Linked DNA regions of Sus scrofa: region 1 is linked to region 2. The links are chromatin contacts, called in public HiChIP or PLAC-seq maps. All regions are on one chromosome and are shown on one strand. The core of a region is the stretch at or near the end of the contact, and the rest is flanking DNA. Distances in the headings are between cores, read along the strand shown. Region 1 has its middle 130 kb from the start of ERMARD. Region 2 has its middle 19 kb from the start of DLL1.

Region 1 (2,828 bases), core at 40-2,539, 190 kb before region 2:
TGAACCCCACACAGGCCTCCTGGTGTTTCTCCAGCATATTCGGTTCCTGGGGCGCATTTCCTAGGAGTAGCACGCAGGCCGTGGCTGGGCCAGAAGCCACCTTCCCCTTGCCTGGACACAGTTGGTGTAGCCTGAGGTGTAGTTTCTGATTCGAATCACTGACCTGTGCGGACGGGCACCTGGAGTTCTTGCAGGAAAACTCTGGCAACTTGGGTCCATGTTCCACGCTGTGTGGAAGGGTCACGCTGAGCGGTAGTCACCCTTGGGTCTTGGGCCTTTGAGCACCAGCAGGCTGGGCTGCTGATCGCTGCCCCCAGCACGCCCCCCATGCCCCCCCATGCTCTGTACTGACTGGCAGAGCAGTCCAGGCCGCATCTCCATGCGCCACGGGCAGAGGCTGCAGGCGGGTCACCCTCGCGGACCTGCTGGGGGCTGAGTCCTGGGCGGGGGCAGAACCTGTGTCTCTAAGATCGGGCGGAGGGTGCCGCAGGCAGGGGCAGCATCGCTCTTCCAGGTGGCACTGCAGGTCTGCCTTCACTTTAAACGCGGCGTAGTCCCCAGGCCACAGGCCATCACCAAGTGCCGAGCAGGCCTGGGGTGGCCTGGAGCTGAGCCCCGCCTGGGTGGCGCCCTGCCTTTGCCCTGGACCGCCTCAGAGCGGGGCAGCCAGGCCTGCTCTGCCCCAGGAGACGGGAGGACACCAGGCCTTTGAAAGTGAGTGGCCAGTGGGGGGCCAGGCGGGGACGACAGCTGGTGAACTGCAGTGGAAGCCTCAGCCGGAGGGAGGGAGGGGTCAGGACTCCCTGAGGTCGGAGGCTGGAAGGCAGGCGAAGGCCCATGTGTTGTCGTCACTCAAGGGCCCCCGGCGCCCCGGAGGGAGTGGCGGACACAGGGACCGGCCGCCTGGGAACACGAAACCGGCAGGAAGCTGTTGCAAGTGGCGGCTGCGTCCAGGGCTGGGGATTTAGATCAAAGGCCTGCAGCTGCGAGGCCTGGGGGCGGGGGGGTGGGGGGGGGAGCTGGGTGGGGGTGGGGGAGTCCGAAACCCCCTTGGGTGGGGGAAGGGGAGCAGCAGCTGGGTGGGGGGCTCAGGAAGCTGTGGTACACGGGGATGTTTCCCAGGAAACTGGGGAAGCGCAGGTCACCCCCCCCCCAACTCAGAGGGACCTGAGTGCTGGTCCTGCCCAGGCCCCGGACGGCCACTGCCTGGCGCCAATGAGTTTGGGTCCTGAGGCGATGCCCTCCCTTCAGAAGCAGCCTCAGGCCCGGAGAGGCATGGGGCCAAGGAGCTCGGGGACGGTCTGGCAAGGGGGCATCTGGCGGGAAGGACATCGGTCACCCCCTTCACGTATGGTTCTGGCCTCTGTGAAATCGGCTAATTGGGAGGTATCAGGTGACTGTCACTGCCTCCCAGGAGCAGAGAGCCAGTGCGGGGCTGCCTGAGGAGGCCCAGGGCAGGGCCATGGGGCAAACCCAGCGGGGTCTGCTGGAGCCACAGTGGCCGCTCTGCCCCGTGGACGGGCCCTGAACCTCGCCAAGTCCATGGCCTTAGTAAGGAGTTGGGGGAGGCGGCACGGCCGCCTGAGACTCGGGGAGGCACCAGTGGGGCTGAGCCTGGGGCCCCAGGAAGCAGGGGGCTGGTGGGGGCTCGGTCCTCAAGCCAGGGGTCTGGGGCTCTCTGTGACCCACAGATATCTGGCGGGGTCAGAAAGGGCCGTCTGGGGCAGCCAGGGTTGGGGGGGCGAGGTGGGGATTCGGCAGGTGGGGCGGGTGTGGGGAGGTCAAGGCCCAGGAGGTCGGCTGTGCTCCTGCAGGGGGGCCGGGGAGGGAGAGGAAGGCCAGTCGTGGGGCTGCTCAGAGCAGAGGTCCCCAGGGGCCCTGCCCAGTGGCTCCTGGATAAGCCCTGGAGCCTGGGAGACCCAGGAGCTTCGATGGATCTTGAGAACCTACCACAGACCAGACACGCCACCGGGGGTCCTGGGCACTGGCCTTGCTGAGGAGGGCGACCTGCCTGACCAGCCGAGAGCTGCAGCCAGAGAGCCTGGGCCGTGGCGGCTCTGGGCGGCCGCGGCAGCCACAGTGGGGAACTGTGGCTTTGGTTTGGTTCAGACGTTAAAGGGAGCTCTGCGAGGGCAGGGCCAGCCGAGGTCCCCCGCAGCCTATGGGTGCTGGGAGAGGTGCCCGCGGCTCCAGGGCACCCTTCCCACCTGAGATTTTAGGGTCTGTGATTCGACTCTTTGAACAAAGAATGGAATCCTCTCCCCCAGCACCTTGGTTTCTCAGGGGTTCAGGCTCAGGCCTGTTGAGAATCACCCTCCTTGGAAGCTACTGAGCTGGTCTGGCCTCTCAGGAAGGCCCCGCCCCAGGTGAGCACCCCACCTGCCCCCCCAAGAGCCCGGAATGAAGGAAAGAGACAAAAGCACAGAGCGGGCCCCCGAGGGGGCGGGCTCTGAACTTTCAAAACGGCCATCGAGGAGCTGTTCAGGCGGAGGGGCCGCCCCTGGGCACAGGGGTCCCCAAATCCAGTCGCAGGAGCCCCTCCTCCGGCCGGGCGATCCTGCCGGTCTGCTGCACTGATCTGGGCCTCAGGCCCGGTGCTCTGGTCAGTGCTCGGGGTACCCCCCCTGCCGGGCAGCGAAGCCCTGAGCCCACTGATGGAGGAGCTGCCCCTTCCGGCTCCTCCCCTTCCCCCTCAGCATCCTTCTGCTTGACGTTTAAAGCCACTTCTGTCGGCCAGGATGGGGGTGGGCTCAGAACCCCGCCTGGTGGCCCTGAGGAGTTTTGAGACCTGGTGTCATTGTCTCAACATGCTGGGTCCTGTGCATCTT
Region 2 (3,063 bases), core at 509-3,008:
CCCCGCGTGGGGCCTCACCCACCGACACCCGCGTGTGACGCCGCGCCGTTTACACAGCTCTGGGAGGCTGTTCCAGCCTGGGTTTGCCTCTCAGAAAGATGCCGGGAAGAGCCACATGCCATTTCAAAGCAACAGCAGAGGCTGCAGTTTCCATGCTCCTCTGACCCGTTGTTTCTCCAGCTCTGTTGCAGGTCCCATGAATCAGCTCATAAATATTAAAACTGTTGCTGTAATAAGAAAAAACAAGAAACATTCCTTGAATATTTCAGAGCAAAATGCTTCTGAAAGCCCTTGATTCCCCCACAGAAAACATATTTAAAGAAGGAGCGTCATGAATCAGTAGCAGCTGCTCCCGGCACCTGTTATTTGTTCCCATCATTAAGGTTCTCGGGGCGTTTCAGAAAGAACGGAGCATTTTCAGTGCAGAAACCCTCTGGGTTCTGGAGCACAGTTGACGGCGCCCAACTGCTGCTGAGACAAAGGACCTGTGAGGTGCGTCTCGAGCAGAGCCAGCCTCCCCCAGCCTGCAGGAGCCGTCGCCCCCCGCCAGCACCCTCACCCTGTGTGGGTCCCCACCCTCCACTCTGCTCCCCAGACACTGCACGTGCCTGTTTCAGCAAGGACTGAGGGGCAACTTATCTGGACTCTTCACTCCTGTAGGAGGTCTGGGGTGAGGAGACAGGGGACCCGACCCGGACCTTGGCTGCTGGTGAGGCCAGAGCCAGCTGGAGCCGTGTTCACCCCTCTCCGTCTGTCCTCGTTCCCTCCTGAGGAGACAAACCAGGGACCAGCTTCTTCTTGCTGCTGTAACAAATGGCCACAAACTTGGTGGCTCAAAGCAACAAATGTATCTTCTTACAGTTTTGAAGGGCAGAAGTCCCACATGCGAAATCTGAGCCTCAGCAGAGCTGATGCCCCTGGGACCTCCAGGGCAGAACTCTTTTCCTGCCTCTTTGGGCTCCCAGAGGCCAGCACATGGCTTGGCTCCTGGCCCCCCCGTCTTCCTGCCTCCATCTTCCAAACCTCCACTTCCATCGTCACATCTCCTTGGCCGCTACCCTGCTCTTCCCTTCTTAGGATTTAGATTGCACTGGGCCAGCCAGTAAACCAACAAACTCCCATCCTAAGGTCGCTGATGGGTCACAGAGGCAGAGTCCTGTGGCCACAGGAAGCAATGTGTTGCAGGTTTGGGGGCCTCTTCTGTTTGCCCTCTCTGGGTCAGTTTCTGTCATCCACGCCCCTAACACCCTTCACCGAACCGTTAGCTGGGTTCTATTTCTGTAGGACTCTGGGGTCTAGAAAGGACAGCCAAGAAGGGGTCTCTTCCATTTCCATCTTTCTGCCAATAATTTGTTCAACGCACACGGATGAGCACCCACACGTGCAGGAGGTGGGCAGGGGCACAAGGAGGCCTCAGAGCCCGGGGCTGGAGGCCCAGGGGGCAGGAGCAGGACACCACCTGAGAGACGCACACATGATATGTGTCGTCCGGCTTCCAGGACAGAGCTGCCCTGACACCGGCTCCCTGGCAACCTGAGCAGTGACGCCCCGCAGGCGGCACTTTCTCTCCAGTTCTGTGGGAAAATGCACCAACTCCCTGATCTGAATGAGTGTCACATGCTAATTGGGAATTTTCACTTCCTCAGGAGACCCAAGCAAGAAAGTGAAAGTGAAGCAAGAGGTCAGAGCCTACTTCCCAGAACTTGGCACATTTCGAGGTGGATCCACCTCCTTCAGAGGCGGAGGCTGTCATGGAGAGAAGAGCCCAGAAAACCCTGGGATGCCTGCCACGCCTCGGCCTCCCCGCCGTCACCTTGGTTCCAAGTCACGTCTACAGGGTCTCCCAGCCACCTTACGCGCTGCGGGTGATTGAACATGTATCCGGTTTTCCAGCTGTAAAGTGCCTAGCGCAGCACCAAGCCCCAGCGAGCTCTGGGTCAGGGCTGTCAAGTCCCAGGTCAATTCCGATCGTTTCCGGGAGACCTAGTCCCGGGACTCAAGGGCAGGAAGACCTTGCTGAGAAGATGTGCTCCGAGCTCAGCACACCCAATGGATGGGTGGACAGAGGACCAGCAGTGACCCCTCCCCTCTGGCAAGCAATACAAAGCCCAGTGTCGCAAGGAGAGATGAGAAGTTCCCTTCTTCTCCTTCCTCTCTTCCAGGGTTACCGGGACCCTACAGACGGCAAGCTCTCTGCGGCGAGGCCAGGCTCGGAGGGGGCGTGAGCCTCACGACCGCCATAGGGTACCGCGCCTCCTGGGCCCTGGGTGCAGAGCTCGGCACCACCCCGCCTGGAGGCTCGGGGAAGAGGGGCAGAGGGGTCAGCAGAGGATCGGCTCCTTCGGGGAGCGGGGAGAGTCACTGCGGATGGAGACAGGCAGACCCGCTCCCTGTCCCAACCCACGTCTGCCTGGTGACAGGGGGGAAACTGCACCTTCTGCTTAGAATCCAAGATTCTCACAAGTACCAAGGCTCTGTGGACCGAGCCCTTTAGAAAAGATATTTAAATGCGGCCCCGGCCCCAGGAAGTGGCAGTGGGGAAGGTCAGAAAGCTCTCTGTTGTCTCTGCTCGTGGTGTGGCCTTGAGAATGAGGACTCAGTGAAATCACTTGGTGGAAGCCCATGCAGGGCAGTGGCCCTGCTTCAGGGTGGACACTTGATGGCAGACTGGTGGCTTGGGAGGCAAGGAGGGGTCGGCTGGCCTTGGGAGGGCGTCTGGGCATAGCAGGGCACCTTGGACACTGCCCTCTGTGGAGTCATCTCAAGCGACTGGCATGGGGGCCGCTGATTCCTGCTCGTGCTGACACTGCAGCAGCTTCTGCCGCTTTCACTTCCAGTCCTTATGGGACCAAATGCTGACAGTCACTGTCGTTCTGAAACTGCTTCCCTCCGGCCATGGACACCTGACAACCCAGTTAGATCTCCATGAAATTGTTAGCGTCCCACTCCCGACTATTCTGTTTTCACCTGGCAATGCTGAGCACAACACAGGACGTTAGCAGCACGAGTTCCAAAGGGGGTTTGCAACACAGGTCCGTCAGTGGGATCTGGCCATTTGAACCG

The links. HiChIP or PLAC-seq counts read pairs in DNA pulled down with a chosen protein or histone mark.
Region 1: an H3K27ac HiChIP or PLAC-seq map of skeletal muscle shows a contact between it and region 2. The contact joins two enhancer-like sites. A contact is called at or near these places in 2 of 2 datasets of contacts at active chromatin or transcription factors (alveolar macrophages and skeletal muscle).

Annotation. Positions count from the first base shown.
Region 1 is chr1:405,697-408,524 of Sscrofa11.1, reverse strand. No RefSeq gene overlaps it. Among named protein-coding and RNA genes, the nearest start is that of ERMARD, 130 kb to the left of the region's middle. Within about 2 kb of position 1,289, at least 8 of the 83 cell types and tissues checked have an H3K27ac peak or open chromatin away from gene starts, as enhancers often do. A contact at or near this core is called in skeletal muscle, where this site is marked.
Region 2 is chr1:216,491-219,553 of Sscrofa11.1, reverse strand. No RefSeq gene overlaps it. Among named protein-coding and RNA genes, the nearest start is that of DLL1, 19 kb to the right of the region's middle. Within about 2 kb of position 1,758, at least 7 of the 83 cell types and tissues checked have an H3K27ac peak or open chromatin away from gene starts, as enhancers often do. A contact at or near this core is called in skeletal muscle, where this site is marked.